Regions from separate parts of the Sus scrofa genome. Here region 2 is linked to region 1. Evidence: chromatin contacts called from public Hi-C data. All regions are on one chromosome and are shown on one strand. The core of a region is the stretch at or near the end of the contact, and the rest is flanking DNA. Distances in the headings are between cores, read along the strand shown.

What was found. A called contact is a pair of places that touch in the nucleus more often than the background predicts.
Region 2: a Hi-C map of fetal liver shows a contact between it and region 1, with 1.9 times the contacts expected there. The contact joins the promoter of VASH2 here to the enhancer-like site in region 1. A contact is called at or near these places in 2 of 5 promoter capture datasets (fetal liver and liver), 28 of 47 Hi-C or Micro-C datasets (adipose tissue, alveolar macrophages, blood and 16 more) and 2 of 2 datasets of contacts at active chromatin or transcription factors (alveolar macrophages and skeletal muscle).

What each region holds. Positions count from the first base shown.
Region 1 is chr9:130,472,740-130,480,665 of Sscrofa11.1, reverse strand. ANGEL2 (protein angel homolog 2) reads right to left here. Exons shown (of 9, transcript XM_013979952.2): 9 at 4,283-7,926. It overlaps VASH2 (vasohibin-2), which reads left to right. Exons shown (of 8, transcript XM_003357589.4): 8 at 3,789-6,812. The coding sequence ends at 3,861. Among named protein-coding and RNA genes, the nearest start is that of ANGEL2, 23 kb to the right of the region's middle. Within about 2 kb of position 5,150, at least 6 of the 83 cell types and tissues checked have an H3K27ac peak or open chromatin away from gene starts, as enhancers often do. A contact at or near this core is called in fetal liver and retroperitoneal adipose tissue, where this site is marked.
Region 2 is chr9:130,506,695-130,514,620 of Sscrofa11.1, reverse strand. It overlaps VASH2 (vasohibin-2), which reads left to right and starts at 3,314. Exons shown (of 8, transcript XM_003357589.4): 1 at 3,314-3,531; 2 at 4,154-4,604. The coding sequence starts at 4,329.

The sequences.
Region 1 (7,926 bases), core at 3,901-6,400:
TAGGCCGGTGGCTACAGCTCCAATTAGACCCCTAGCCTGGGAACCTCCATATACCGCGGGAGCGGCCCAAAGAAATAGCAAAAAAAAGACCAAAAAAAAAAAAAAAATTCCTGTGAGTATGTAGGCAGCAGGTGTCAGGAGCCCTGCTCTCCAGGTGCCGCTCAGGCCCTCTGACCCATCCTGCCCAGTGACAGCTTGGGGTCGGGGCTGGGGGTGTTGGGACGCAAGGAGAGGAGATGCCCCAGACACAGCCCTTAGCCAGAGGGACAGAAAGGGGGCTGGATGGTTTAGGGGGGCCCCCGTAGGCTTTCCTGCCACTTCCTGCCTCTTTCCTGAGGCCCAGCCTCACACAGATACACACCAGCTTGGCTGTTCAGGCCCCCTTCTGTCCTCAGCATGCTGCCATCCTTTTCTGCTTCTGACACTTCTTGTGGCTTCACAGGCACCAACATCCAATCCGGCTGAGCTCTTTGTGCCTTGGAGTGTGTGAAAGACTCCATGCCTTCACTCTCCCTGAACTATCAAGAAGCAGTTAGCAAACACTAGCAGTCTGTGCTGAATACAGGAGCTTGCCCCACGGCACAGCTTCTCTGTGGAACCGTCACCCTCTGCACAGCTCCGCAGCAGCTGACTCCGGGGATGCAGGCCTGAGGGTGGGGCTGCGGGTAGACTTGGGACCAGGGCTCCAGGCGGTCACCCTAGTTCACCCTGGATGTGTCACCCTGGATGTGCTGACGTGACAACAGATGAGGCTGGGAGCATCCCTTTGCGTGCAGAGAGAAGTGGCCCCCCTTCCTTCCACAAAGTGCATCAAAGGAAACCCCAAGTCCCTACCCCGCCTTCCCTAAAACGGAAGGTAGCCAAGAGCCCTTCAGAAGGAGACTCCTTTGATTTCTTGTCCTTGTTTGGACTGGGGAGGGATTTGGAGAAATATATTGTTCAGTTTAAAATAATAACCCCGGAGCTGATGTGAGGTTCTGGGCAAGTGCAGACCCGGCTGAATCATCATCCTGGTGCTTGTGTTTCTTAAAAATAACCCCCCTTGCAATAGTCTAATTATAGCCAGGGCAGCACTTGGGAGAGGCCCCTCCACATGCAAAAGCTCCCCCAGCTGCAGCCCTGACATGAGCTGGCAAGCACCGAACAGTATTTCTGGCTGGGCCCACAGGCAGGTGGCATGCTGTGATAACCCACTTCTGCCCTTTGCCAGGCCAGGAAACTGCAGCTGGTGTTGCTGTGGAAGAAGAAGGTTTCACCTTCTAGGCAGTTCACTGGGAATTACAGTTTAACTCATTTTCTGCCAGGATTTTTTCTCCCCTGGGTTTTGGGTCCCTCAGGGTAGGTGGGAGGGGTGAGGACAGATAGGGAAGGAGACAACCTAGTCGTCCCTCTCCCTTGGAAGCCCCCAAGCTGTCTGATGTTGCAGACCTACATTCAGCTGGACAAGTAGGCAGGTTCCCCTGAGTGGCTTTTTGAGATAAGGTAAAGCCTCTCCTATAAAGAAAAAAAAAAAAAAAAAAAACTTCCCACTTGTTCATTCTTAGAATGTTGTCATGGTGGCTTGAATTCCTGGCTTAGAACTTTTGCTTTTGTTCAGTAAAAATAATCCATGATAAAAAAAGGGAACATGATGAAGCCCTATTAGCCATTTACATGTTAGTAAGAACTAAAGTTTATTGAGTGGTATGGGATATTCAGCACTGGATTCAAAGACGAATTATTTGATCCCTGCTCTCAAGTTGTTTGCAGTCTCTGAGGCTGGCATGAGTAGGAACCCATGGGGTTAACAGATGCACAAAAGGAAATACCAGAGCTACGGATGGAGCGAGGAAAAGCGTGTTGTAAGGGAGGTCAGAAATACTTTATGGGAAGTTCCCGTCGTGGCGCAGTGGTTAACGAATCCAACTAGGAACCATGAGGTTGCGGGTTCGGTCCCTGACCTTGCTCAGTGGGTTAACAATCCGGCGTTGCCGTGAGCTGTGGTGTAGGTTGCAGACGCGGCTCGGATCCTGCGTTGCTGTGGCTCTGGCGTAGGCTGGTGGCTACAGCTCCGATTCTACCCCTAGCCTGGGAACCTCCATATGCCGCGGGAGCGGCCCAAGATAGCAAAAAAAAAAAAAAAAAAAAAAAAAAGAAATACTTTATGGGAGAAGTGGCATCCGGGTTGGACCTTGACGAGGTGACAAGACATGGGGGAGGTGTTCCATGAGCCACGGTGCAGAGGCAGGAGTGGCCTGGTGTCATCCTCAGATGCCTGGGAAGATGCTTTGTGCGGGAAGCAGGAGGACGGGGGGCAGTCAAGGGCATGGCTCTAAATTCTGGGGAAGAACTCTGTTTTCCACTACTTGCTAATCACGTGACTTGGCTTTGAGCAAGTTACCTAACTTTCAGTGCCTCCTCTTCTTCCTCTGCAAAGTGGATAGTAACATTATCACCCCCATAAAGTTTAGTGAGAATTAATTCATCCACATAAACTGCTTAGAATAATGGTTGGCACAGAGTCAGTGCCTCATAAGAAAAAGCTATTTATAACGGTGATTTCTCAGCACCTGGAAGGCATGGGGAACTGATAGAAAGGATGAGGAAAGTTTTAGAAAAAGGAGGCCAAAGAGCTCCAAATTCAAGTGCACTAGGAGTTCCCTGATGGCTCTGCAGCCTAAGGATCTGGCATGGGCTCTGCTGTGGCTCAGGTCACACCTGTGGTCCAAGTTCAATCCCTGGCCCTGGAACTTCCACATGCCTCAGGTGTGGCCAAAAAAATAATAATAATAATGAAATGCATCTATTTTATTTTTTTCATCTTTTTGTCTTTTGTAGGGGTGCCCCTGTGGCACATGAAGGTTCCCAGGCTGGGGGTCTAATCGGAGCTGTAGCCGCCAGCCTACACCACAGCCACAGCAACACGGGATCCAAGCCGTGTCTGCGACCTACACCACAGCTCATGGCAACGCCGGATCCTTAACCCACTGAGCAAGGCCAGGGATCCAACCCGCAACCTCATGGTTCCTAGTCGGATTCGTTAACCACTGAGCCACGACAGGAACTCCTAAAGTGCATCTATCTTCAAGGCTGCCAAATAGCAGAGTGTGGGAAAAGAAAAGGGAGACGTTTTAGAAACTACCAAACACAGAAACTACCAAAAATGTGGAAATTCAGTTCCTCAGGGCTGAGAGGCTCCAAAGTGAGGAAGCCAGGAGAGTGGCCAAAACCCGGCTTCCGAGGCGATGGCGTGCCTGTGGCTCATGCCTACGGCTCATCACGGCAGTGACCCCAGGGAGCTACCATAGGGCTGAGTGGTCGGCGTTTGTTTTTTCTCTGTGGCCTGTTCTGTCACTGACTTCCCAGCAGGTGCTGGTGGTCGTGGGACTGAGAGAAAACAGGCCATTACAGATTTCTCCCAGCAGCCAAGAGACAATGTGACACGAGCTCTCAGGAAGCCAAGGTTTCTAGAATTTGGCTCAGATGGTTAGTGTGCTCATAGTAGACCTTTTTCAGACCTTTGCAAGGCTACTTTAGGTCTTAGAAGTTAGAGGCTAACCAAATTCAGGCTTGGACTGAACAAACTTTGAGCAACCGGTCAATTTTTTTGAACTCTACCTTGAAAGCCTGTTCAAAATGTCCCTTAAAAACCTAGAAAGGTGGACTGAAGAACAAGAGGTAGAGCTGGGAGCTAAGGCTGGGGAGACGGGGTGGGGACAAACGCCAGAGGGGAGAGGCTCTGACAATACTCAATAACCGTTCTCATCCCACCCCCTGCCCCGCACCACCCCTCTGTCTGTCACCCCTAGGCCGGCACTGCCTGAAAAGAAGGTGGCTGATCTCAGCACTCTGAATGAAGTGGGCTATCAGATCCGAATTTAGTCCAGCCATACAGCCAGCAACAGGGCTTCTCTGGTGCTTCCCTCTGCACTTTACCCAGCATCTTCAGGAGGAACTGCAACTATTTATTAAGAACTTGTGGCTTTTATTTTTAAGCATTCACTTGGAAATAGACTCTGAGTGGGTGGTAACAATTTAAAAAAATTCACGAAGGGACAACCACGCAAAGGCTAAGTAATAAACCCCACTGGGGCTGGACTGTCTCCCTCACTCCAGATAGGAGGGATAAGACCATAACTGTAGTTTTTTATTTTCCCACTTACCTGCTTTGTTTTACTTGCTTTGAACATTATGCCTCACTAGTAGTAAATGTTCGTGAAACCCTCCCTCCCACTTTTGATAGAGTTAAGGTAACTCAGTATTAATGTCTTTTTCAGCAATAACAGAGGCAAAGGTTGGTGGGTTTTTTTTTTAAGCAGTCAATATTACCTCAGCATCTTGACATCAGATATGCAAACTTAATGGTGTTTTTGTTTTTTTATATCCCCTTTGTATTGTTGCCCCAGTATTTCCCCTGGGGATCTCCACGAGGTTTGGATTTTTTTTTCCCCCTGGTGCACATGTGCGATGAGATTTAAGGTATTACATGTACGTGTTTTACTAAAAAGCACTGATATTCTTTTGGCAATACGGGAAACCATTTTCAGGATCTTGGAGTTACTTGTTAATCTTTCTTAAAGCATCCACAGACAGCAGTTTTTGTTCATTCAAAACAAAACAAAAAAAGCACGTTCAGGAGCTAGTCTACAGTCTGTCACTAACATTTAAACTTTGCAGACTCCAGCAAAAAGCACAAAAGGCCATGCACTGTGCCCCTAATTGAGCGGTACTGTGATTACCTGACAATAACACGCTCAGAAAGGCAGAGGCCAGGAGTGAATCAGTAGGTCATGAGAACCAGGTGAACTTTCTGTTGACATTTCACCTGATTTTTAAACTCTGAGTCAGGCCTCGATTCTGCAGGACTCACTGCTGTTGGAGATGGGCTCTGATGTCTTATATTAAGACCAAACACGGCACGACGTCGTTATCTTCCAGTACCTTGCTTTTAGGTACTGCTTCATGACATTTAGGGACTGGTATCAGAAAATGTGAAGACGTCGAAAAGCAGAACCTTATTTTTAAATGGAAAAGTCTTCAGGTACAGTGTTATACCTTCTAGGGTGATGGAGTCCACGAAGCCTGGTAGGAATATCTGGCCTGCACGGGGTAGTGCCAGTGTAACTTCTGGCTGCAGAGCACACAGAAGCGCCAGTGGCCTTCAGAGTCTGTATGTTGTCAGCTTCTGAGTCACTTGTTTGATGTGAGTAGCCATGTCAACTCATGGATCAGAAGGCCTATTTAAGTGGAGTCTGCTGGTCAACAAAAGCGCTATTTCAGTCTCAGTGCTGCCCCTCTGGCTTTCTTCAACTGAAGGTAACTTGGGAAGGGAGTTAAAAAAAGTAAGAATCTGCTCATTGAGATTCTTTATCTCTGAGGGTGACATGAAAAGCCAAATGACCTCATCCTTCAGCCATGGGCACCTGAGTTCACTTTACCCTCAACAGTATTAAGTTTTCTTGAAAAAGGCGCTCCAACGTCCTTTACATGAAAAAGGACCAAGCAAGCGTACGTCTCCATCAGGCCAAAATACGCAGATGCTAAAAAGCTGGAACGTCATCACTTTCTTGGAGAAGAGTGTTACCAGAGTTTAAGATGAGTTGTCTTTGGGTCTCATGGCCGCATATATGTAGATGTTTGGAGTCATCAGTGAATCACTTTATTCTCATTCTACAGCATACCGTCTTAGCCCTCTGTCCAGATGAAATATGAGAGAGCCATCTATACAGATAGACCTTTATCAATATGAAAATTTATTACAGCCAATAAGTAGACTACTTATCAACACTGCAATCGTTCTAAGAGCTCAGAATAGGATTTTCCAAGGATTAGGTACCGTCCGATCCAAAAATAGAGACTGCAGTCTCTTGTTCCCCTTGGAAAGGGGGAAGAATAGGAATACAAGCTGTTTCTAACACGCTGATGTCGAAGCTGTCAAAATTCCAACTGGCTGGATGATTCAATTAGCAACCTGATTTTTTCTTCCACACTCACTTCCTGATTTGAAGATTCACTTCCCCAAAGCAAGAGTTAGTCAGAGAAACCAAAAACTTAGTTGAAAATGTTCTTAGTTGTTATTCTGGTTTTATTGCTTACGGAAATGTTAATTTCTAAAAGATATGAAAAGGTACCAAACTCCTAAATTGTAATGAAGTAGTCGATAATAAGGCCAGAAAAATAACCCGTAACATGATTTTACCCCTTAGAATTGATTTTAAAACGGGCTATAATTCAAATGATAAAAAAACTATGAAATGATTTAACATCTTATTTTAAAGTTATTCATGCAAGAGAAATTTTATGCTTAAGGCATTATGGCAATACATGCAAAGTTTAAATGAATGACAGAAATTCTGATTCTAGACTACATGTGCTGTTTCGAGTACACTTTATTTCAGAAAGTGATATTTAGTATTTTCTATACTCTCTGAGGTCATGAGCATTTCACTTTTTCTAAGTCAGTTATTTCATAAGGATTTTATTAATAGATATTGGTAAATAGAACTTTGGAAATCTTAATTCAGTATTCTTACTATACCCAAGGCTTTTTGTAAGCTATAGTTTTATGTACAACCTTGTACAGTTTTTTTGACATACAATTCAGAATCTTGTTTATTACTCTCTTGGACTTTGTTCTGGCCAATACATTTTTTTAAACTCTTCTAAGAAAAATTGTGATTGTTTTAGTGGGTATTTTTCTAAGTAAATGAAAACTTGTATAATGGTATTTTAGAGAATGCCAGATAAGTGCATGTTTCAAGTTAATGGTTTTCTCATCACTTGTATGTTTATACACAGCATGGGACTTTAATAAAACCATCCTGGAAACTCAAGGATTGTTTTTCTTGCAATTTTTTTTTTCCTGTCCTCTTGTCATATACTTGTCCCAGTGAATTAATTTTCACTTTTCTCACCCTTGTCTTTTTCCACAATTTTCAGACTCTGTTAAACATCACTCTATTTTGATGTATCTTAATTCACTTATATTTTGGCATCACCCTCAGTAATAAAGGCTGAAAAGGGTAATGCGATCGTTTGGAAGAGGCAACAGGCCAGCCATACAGCTTAGGATCCTTCCCACAAAGCTCCAGGCACAGATGTGCTCATACAGTAATTTATTAGGTAACTTATAGGGACAGAGTGTATCTGACTGGACGTCTGTTTCTCCAACCCCTTGAACTCTCTGGATCTCTTAGTTTTTTAGGACAGCAGCAGAGGATTAAAGGCAGACAGCTGCTAAATTCAAAAAAAGATAAGATTTCAAACACGCATACCGACATCAAAAGCTATGGTAAAACAAAAATATAATGACTCCACAGTATCCCTTTCCATTTAAAACTTGGAGAGCAGAGCTCTTGAGACTGGGAGATTTGGTTTCAGCAAGTAACCAAATTTAATTGCTTCTGGCAGGTGAATACGAGGCTCCAACAGAGTTACCAACTCTTCTGACCAAAAAAGTAAAGGCAAGGGGACAGATAATTTTAGCGGAGCTTTAAAAACCTGTGACGATTACACCGACCCTTTGGCCTTCGGTACACAAAATAATACTTCATTCTATAAGCTAAAGTAGAAAGCAATTTTATGGAGTAACCCTATTGAAGTGAAGCACATGAAAAGGGCCTGATATCACAATATATTAATTAGGATACAAAAAAATTAAGTTTTTTCACAGATGTTTTCTGGGATGTTAGCTGATCAATAACACCTGCCTATAAAGTTCGTCATTAAGAAATTCTCACAACACGAAGTACTAATTAATGAATCATTTTTCTTTCCCCAATACTAAAAGGGAACAAATACACTATCTGCTGTTATTATTTGATGATGATAATATCTACTAATTAGGACACATAATAAATATTCTGAAGACTGTCACTACAAAATGTGGAAAACCTTAGAACTATAGTTAATACTGTAAGTGAACAAAAAAAAGTGAGACATTACACA
Region 2 (7,926 bases), core at 2,065-4,564, 36 kb before region 1:
GCAAGAGTCAGAGGCTCAAGATGTGTGGGGAGCCAGGCTGGCTGAGCAGCAGCAGCCAAGAAGGACCTGACTAGGCAAGGGATTCTCCATCCCAGGTAGCTGAACTGCACAGATTTGGTCGGTGTGGAGATAGCTATAGAGCCAGGAGAATGGCAAGGTCTAGTCAATGTGATTGGGCTCATAAGATGCATCTGACACATCCACTAATAAGCTATTAATACCCACAGCTGGTGGAACTAGAAATATGATCATCAGATTAGGATTTTGTGTTATTTATCTTTGTGACCCCAGCATCTGGCACTTGAATAATAAGCTACTCTTGGAACCCAGTTTCTCTTCTTCCAGACCTTCCCATTACATGTCTCTGCGGTGCCAGTTGTTATACTGGTAACAATGAATGAACATGACCTTGCTCTCGGAGGCTGAGTAGCTAATCACCATGTGCCCCTGTTCAATGCAAGTTGGCCCTGCTCCACTGTGTGTATATGTGGCCGTGTCACTCTCACTAACCATCTGAGCTTTCAAAACCCATAATCCGTCTGGCCTGGGTTCACTTGAGTGTTATGTAACACAAAATACACTAGGAAATGAAGAACAGGGTTGCTGGTCCATGCATTTAGCGCAACTCTCAAATGCAAACGACTTCTGAACCTAGAGCCCTTCTGCCTCCTCCTTTCAAAGGGACAGCACAGCTTACTTCAGAAGTCTTCTCGCCACCTCTTTGGAAAAGTCGCCAAATCTCACAGCCCTCTCCATCACCACGTCGCTTGGATCCCAGTGCAACCCCATCCCCTGGAGAAAGGAGAACAGATGGCCAGAGTATCAGAGATGAACAACAAAAGTGTTTCCTGCAACTGTCAGGGAGCCCGAGGTGCCCAGGACAGGAAGATGAATCAATAATCCTTTCTGGTCCCTAGGATTTTAATTCAGGTAAAGCAGGATCCAGGCCTCATTTGACAGCGAAATTGTGGTTGTTTGGATTTGACCTGAGTGAGGACATTGGGCATTGATGCCAAGGACGGCGACACTTGCCAGACATTCTTCGATGTTCACCACCTGGTCTGATCACTTGAGCTTTGAGAGCTCAGTTTCCCCCCAAGGGACCGTTAGGCCGTATTCTCATCCTCTGCATACAGATCTGCATCCTGAAATCCTAGTCTCTTGGACTTGAAACCCAGGGAAAGCAAGAAAGGGATGAATTTGAGAGATGAGTCAGAAAAGACGGGAGGAAGGACGTTTGAGATGAGACAGCAGATCACCCTCTGAGGCATGTTTTCTCCTCATCAGGAAAACGGAGGCATTTATGTACTGAGAGGATACGTCTCTCAATACATAATTAGTTCTCTAATTTTTATCAGGTATGCTTGTTTCACTTGAACAATTCAGGTAATTTCCTGATTATGATTATTGATTATTATTATTAGGCCCATGTCTTTTGTTTATCTGGATCTAAGTTATCATTCTCATTATAGAACCTATATTCCTTGGCTTGGGCTGTCTGCAGCAGTGCAGGACTGGTCTAGAATCCAGGTCTCTTCACCCGAGTCCTGGCTCTCAGCTACACTGGAGCAGAGGCCTCTCACCGTACTCCCATGCCCCCGTGAATGGGAAGTTCCAGCACCATTACTTAGCATTACAAGCAACAAGCAACTTGTAGGGTTAAGCAGAAACAGATCAGATCTGTCCTCAGTGGTCTTTGAGGACTGCATTCTCTTTTTTTTTTCGGGACGGCACCTACGGCATATGGAGGTTCCCAGGCTAGGGACTGAATTGGAGCTACAGCTTCTGGCCTACACCACAGCCACGCCAGATCCGAGCTGCAGCTTCAACCTACACCACAGCTCACGGCAATGCCAGACCCTCAACCTCGCTGAGCGAGGCCAGGGGTCGAACCCGTGTCCTCATGGATGCTAGTAGGATTCGTTAACCACTGTGCCATGATGGGAACTCTGTTGACTGCATTCTAAATTTGAGGTTAACTTAGCATTGCTGCTCCAGCCACCTCCCCCTAGCAAAGTGGGTCTGGAGTTTAGAGAGAAAGGATATTACAGCCAGGTTCCTAAGTGTCCACAGGACCGGAAGTCAGAGGAGCACAGCATCTTGGAGTCATAACAGACTTTGGAGAGTGAGGGGTCTGCTCTCCTCTTTTCAGAAAGAGACGCTAAGGTCTGGAATGGCAAGTGGCTAAGCTGGGTCACACAGCTTAGCCAAGTGGCAAACCTGGACTTAGAGCCAGTCCTCAGGTCAGTAGTCTGGTGTGTTTCCCCCTCATCTTGCTCTTTAAAAAAATGAAGAGGAAAAGGGGGCGGGGGAGGAAGGGAGTGGAGGAGGAGGACGAGAAGAAGCAGAAGATGGCTTTAAGGAAAAGGTATGTGAGTGCAGCGTGTGGGAGGGCCTCCACTTCTCCTGGCTTTGAAGCATCTCTCCAGCCCCTCCTAACTTAGTAGCTGTGGCAACACTCAGAACCTGGCTGACCTCCCTGGTTTTAGTGTCACATATCAGCTTTTTTTTTTCTTTTTCTTTTTCTTTTTTCTTTTTGCTTTTTAGGGCCGCACCATGGAAGTTCCCAGGCTAGGGATCTAATTGGCACTGCAGCTGCCAGCCTATGCAGTCACAGCCACAACTATATGGTATCCAGGCCTCATATATGATGAGACCTACACCACAACTCACAGCCACACAGGATCCTTTAACCCACTGATGAGGCTAGGGATCGAACCTGCATTCTCATGGTTATTAGTCAAGTTCCTTACCACTGAGTTACAACAGGAACTCCTGAGCTTGGTTTTGAAGGGACTTTATAAATCGTGTCTAATGTCAGAGGGTATATGGCTGTGTCCCCTGGTTAGTTTGGGGACATTTGTAATGTAGGATAAAAAAAAAAAAAAACAACGATTTATTGCGCCTTCATGTGAACAGTGCTGCCTGAGCCATCCATCAGTCCCAGGTAGCGGGGGCAGGTGACTGCGCCCAGCCTTCTTCAAGGAATGCTGTCTTAAGACATGCCCTGCTCTAGCTAAGGGTCACTACTTGGGTGGCTTTACTTCTGTGTTTCCCACAGGTGCAACCCCCCGCAGTGCCACGACTCCCCCCTCCCCCGCCCCGGGGAAACTCGGTCTTAAGTCCCGGCGACAAACGCTCCAGCCCCGCAGGGCTCCCAGGACAAGACAACGATCGGATTTCGCGCGGCCGCCCGGCTCCCCTGCTCCCCTCCCCTCCCGCCCAGAAACCCCCGGAGCCAATCAGAGCGTCGCGGAGCTCTGGGTTGTAGAGTCCCGCGCCCGGGACCCGCCCCTCTTTGTTGCGGCGGCCAATGGACGCATTCGGAACATCGGCGGCTGCCCGGGTGACTCGGTTATATGTCACAGAATAACATTCGAGAATGGGACATGGAATGAGGCGACGGCCACAGCAGCCCCTAGCAGCCCCAGGCCCAGGCCCAGCCGCCGCCGCAGCAGCAGCCGCAGCAGCAGCCCTCGCCGCCCCCGCCGCACAGAGAGGCTCCGCAGCCATGAGGCCGGCCGTCCCAAGGTAGGGTCCCAGAGCTGCGGCGCGCTCTTCCCGCGCCCCGCCTGCAGCCAGTCAGTCCCGGTGTCTGGCGCTGGAACTCGGGGAAGGGGGCGGGTGGAGCTACTGCCACTGGAGCCTGTGGACCGGGGCCGCCCCTCGCCCTCCCGGCTTCCCGGAGAGCTTCCTGGAAGAAATGCGGCAGCCTTTGCCAGCCGCTGCGCCCTCGCGGCCGCCCCGGGCGCTCACGTGCCGGCACGTTCTCGGTTCTGCTCGGCTCCCGGCCACATCTGGCGACGAAGGAAGGCATGGAGCCTTGCGGGAACCGCCTGTTCCTTCCGGCAGCACGAGCTGTCCTTCTCCTCCTTACCTCGTCCACTCCGCAGCCTCCACGCTCCTTGTAGTTACCTCCCGCGGGTTGAGGTGGGTGTGAAGCTTTGTGGCAAAATTCAAGTCGCCTTTCTAGGTAATTGCAGGGCCGGAAGCTCTCTGTGCAATTCCCCGGCGGGGAGGTCTGTCCGCGCGCAAGGGAGCGGGCGGCGAAGTGGGAACCCTTCGAAGCCCCATCGCCTTGGCCACGGCTCCCGCCGCGGTTCGTCCGGGTGTCCACTTCTCCGTGGTGTATGCTGTGTCTCACTGATTTCAGGCACTGCCCGTAAGCGGAACTCCAGCCGCCGCTCCCCCTTGGCTCGTCCTGCCGCAGCGGGAAGCATGGAGAAGGCCGCCCTCTCGGGGCGCTGACCCCGCACCGCGTCCGCGCGCACACGCCCCCCGCCGCCGCCGCGCTCCCCGCAAGCCGCCCTCCCCACCCTGACCCCACCATGACCGGCTCGGCGGCCGACACTCACCGCTGCCCCCACCCCAAAGGCGCCAAAGGCACCCGGTCCCGGAGCAGCCACGCGCGGCCCGTAAGCCTCGCCACCAGCGGGGGCTCAGAGGAGGAGGACAAAGACGGTGGGGTGCTGTTTCACGTTAACAAGAGCGGCTTCCCCATCGACAGCCACACCTGGGAGCGCATGTGGATGCACGTGGCCAAGGTGCACCCCAAGGGAGGCGAAATGGTGGGCGCCATCAGGAACGCCACCTTCTTGGCAAAGGTTAGTGGCTTCGAAGGAAGGGGGGTGGGGTGGACGGTGATGGGATCATTTCAGCCCGTGCTAGCAAATAAAGCCAATTTCCGTTTTCCTGGTCCTGCTACAAACTGCCTTCCCCTCCCCATTCTTCCCGCCAGCCCCCAGTCCTTTGCTTAATTGAGACATTTGTCTTGGACGCCTTAGAAATGAGGGCGCCAGAGGAAGGGGGTTTGCTGTCCTGGGACTGTGTGGTCGGCTTGTGCCAAGGTTTCTTTGAATCTGGAGCCAAATTCGATTATTTCCTCTTCTCCGTGTACATCCTCCTTCTGCAAAAACTGTAGTCACCAGACAGCACCAGGGATGCCAGGAATGCTTAGGCCCCCTAGGGATCCCACCCTGCTTTTTCTCTCGGAGTCTCTTGGTCCTCCCCTGACTGCCCCCCCCCCGAATGATTTATTAGGCTGTGAATGAATTTGCAGCCAGTCAGATTTCTCAGCATGAATCATTCCTAGACTTTTTGCCAATTTTTTTTTTATGACAGTGACTTTCACCTCTGAAACTTACAAAACAGTCAACTCTTTCCCCAGCTTCTCTGGGCTGAGAAAGAAAAGAAGAGCTTGACGATGGCTTAAAAGGGACTTTCCAGTACATATGATGAATGAGTCTCACTGGATAGAGAGAGAGGCTCAGGAGCGAAACTCTTTCTACCTTGGAGAGAAGCCAGTGAGCCAATTGGGTTTGGTGGCCAAGGATAATGTTAGTAAAATAGAGATGTGCAGTGGTCACTTTATGAGACATCAGAATGCAAACTGGAAGAGAAATGCTGCAGAGCCTGGGGGTTATAGCATGGCAGATGGCTTCCCCTGCACCCTGGGGACACTGGTATGGCTGAGAAGATTCCTGGGCAGGTCGAGGAATGCCAGACCTGAGACCTGGAAGGCCATCTGGTCCAGTCCCCAACCTGGTGACCTGAGCATCTGAGCCCTGCAGGCTGGAAAGCTGTGTGTGCCCTTGGGGGAAGTGACAGAGCCTATCAGCTTCCTGCTGCAGTTGGTTACCGTGTTTTAGTACCCTGCTGGTCAAGGGGCTCTTCATTATGCCCAACTAGAATCTTGCCCACTTCAGTGTCAGCCGTAATGATCCTGGCAGAGTCCTCCTTGAGGACTCAGAGCCTGAGAACAACCCGAGGATTGGCCTGCAGTTCTGACTTCAGCATTTGTCCTTATTTAGGTGAGCCTTTCTCATTCGGCGCCCTCAGCACCCACCCTGCTGCTAATTGGGCCTTCCTCCTTCTCCCAACCTTGTGGGTGGGGGACCCCCTTTCTCTATGGGAATCAGGGAACATCTGTGTTGGTGGAAACCAATCTCGTACCTCTCAGCACAATCCCTTCCTCTTCTGAAGACCTTCAAGGAATGGGGAGCTCGCTGCTTCACAGGGCAGCTGGCCAGATGTGGTTACAGGGAACTCTTTTCTTAGACTGAACAGAACTCCTCCTCCTCTCCCCCGCGTCATGGGTCACCTCCTATCCTTGTGTTCAAGAACCAAAGGGCAGCACACATCGACTTCCCATGCTACTCACAGCTCCCTCGATTGTTATGAGACGGTTCTCTTCGAGTAAGGAAGGGGCCTGGGGTAAAAATCAAGGGACTGAATTCTGGTCCTGGCCATGCTTCGTCTAGCTTTGTGGCCTAGGTCACTTGCTTAAAATCTCCAGCCTTAGTTTTCTCATCCATAAAATGGGAGTAGATCAGATTTCATGTAAAATTCTTCCCAACCCTCAAACCCCTTGGTGTTATGACCTGTGAGTCTCTAGGTTTTTAATGATCTGTGTGACACCAGAGGTGCACTGACTACGAGGCCTCAGAACTGTGACGTGTCATCATTCTGCATCTTTCTTTAACTGTTTTTATCTGCAGGTAGTTCTTTCACCTTTTCTTATGTGTCATAGTTCCGAGATCAACTCACTTTCCTCATCCTCTTTCTAGGACAATTGCTAGTTGTTATCAGTCAGTCCCGGAAAGCAAACACAGACGAAACACAGTATTCTAAGTATTATCTGAGCAGCTTAGAACATAAAGTACTACTTCCTGATCCTTCCGTTATTGTGGCTGAATTCTGGGTTCTTAAAGGAAGAGCATTCCTTATATATATGTGGCAACCACATATTTATGTATTACATACATAAAATACAGCAGCCATGTATATATATATATAGAGAGAGAGAGACAGAGAGAGAGAGAGAAGCCATGTCACAGTGTACTTTCATAGTAACCCAAAGGTCCCACGAGAGCTCCTGCCAAGCCAGGACAACCCCACCTGAGCGTGGGCAGCATCAGCCTTCCGAACCTCAATGAAGAGTTCACATCTCTCTCTCTTACAGCTGCATCACCATACTTGGTTCTCCATCCTAAGCCCCATCCCAGCATCCCCTCTCTCCCTGCTCCTCACATTCCCCAAACCCTGACCAATACGCAGGCCCTGGGATGGGAACAGCTTTGATTGATTGATTGATTGATTGATTTTTTTTGTCTTTTTGCCTTTTCTTGAGCTGCTCCCTTGGCATATGGAGATTCCCAGGCTGGGGTCCAATCGTAGCTGTTGCTGCTGGCCTACACCACAGCCACAGCCACGCCAGATCTGAGCCGCATCTGCGACCTACACCACAGCTCAGGGCAACGCTGGATCCATAACTCACTGAGCAAGGCCAGGGATCGAACCCAAAACCTCATGGTTCCTAGTCGAATTCATTCCACAGGACGGGAACTCCAGGAACAGCTTTGAAATCTTGTTTCTGGGGCCAGTCCTCTCTGATTCAAGGGATGGTCTTTTCTTTCTTCTTCTTCTTCTTTTTTTTTTTTTTTTTGTTTTTGGCTGCACCTGCTGCATATGGAAGTCCCCGGGTCCCACTGTCCTGGGCTGGGGATCGAACCCAAGCCCCGGCAGAGATGGTGCTAGATTTTTAACCCCCTCTGCCACACCGGGAACACCTCAAGGGCTAGTCTCGCACTCAGCTCTGCGACTCTTTTCTCTAGATCCAAGTCCTTTCCTCCTTTAACCAAATCAATGTCTTGCTGAAGAACTGGTGCAGAAGAGGGGTGATGGTGAAAGGGTTGGAGGATTTCCAGGGGGTTTAACCTTTTTTTGGCAATTGAATGGGGACTCAGAAGCCAAAGAAGTGGCTGGGGGGAGGCATCAGAGGTCTAAGGGGAGGACGGAATGGCACTTCCTTTGACCACAGGAAGCCGTGGTAAGTTCTGTGCAAAGGTCCAGGTGCCCCAACTGGGGAAAGCGGGGCAGGTGTCGCTCTGCGATCCGCTTCCTAAATGTGGGACCGCAGGCCTTTGC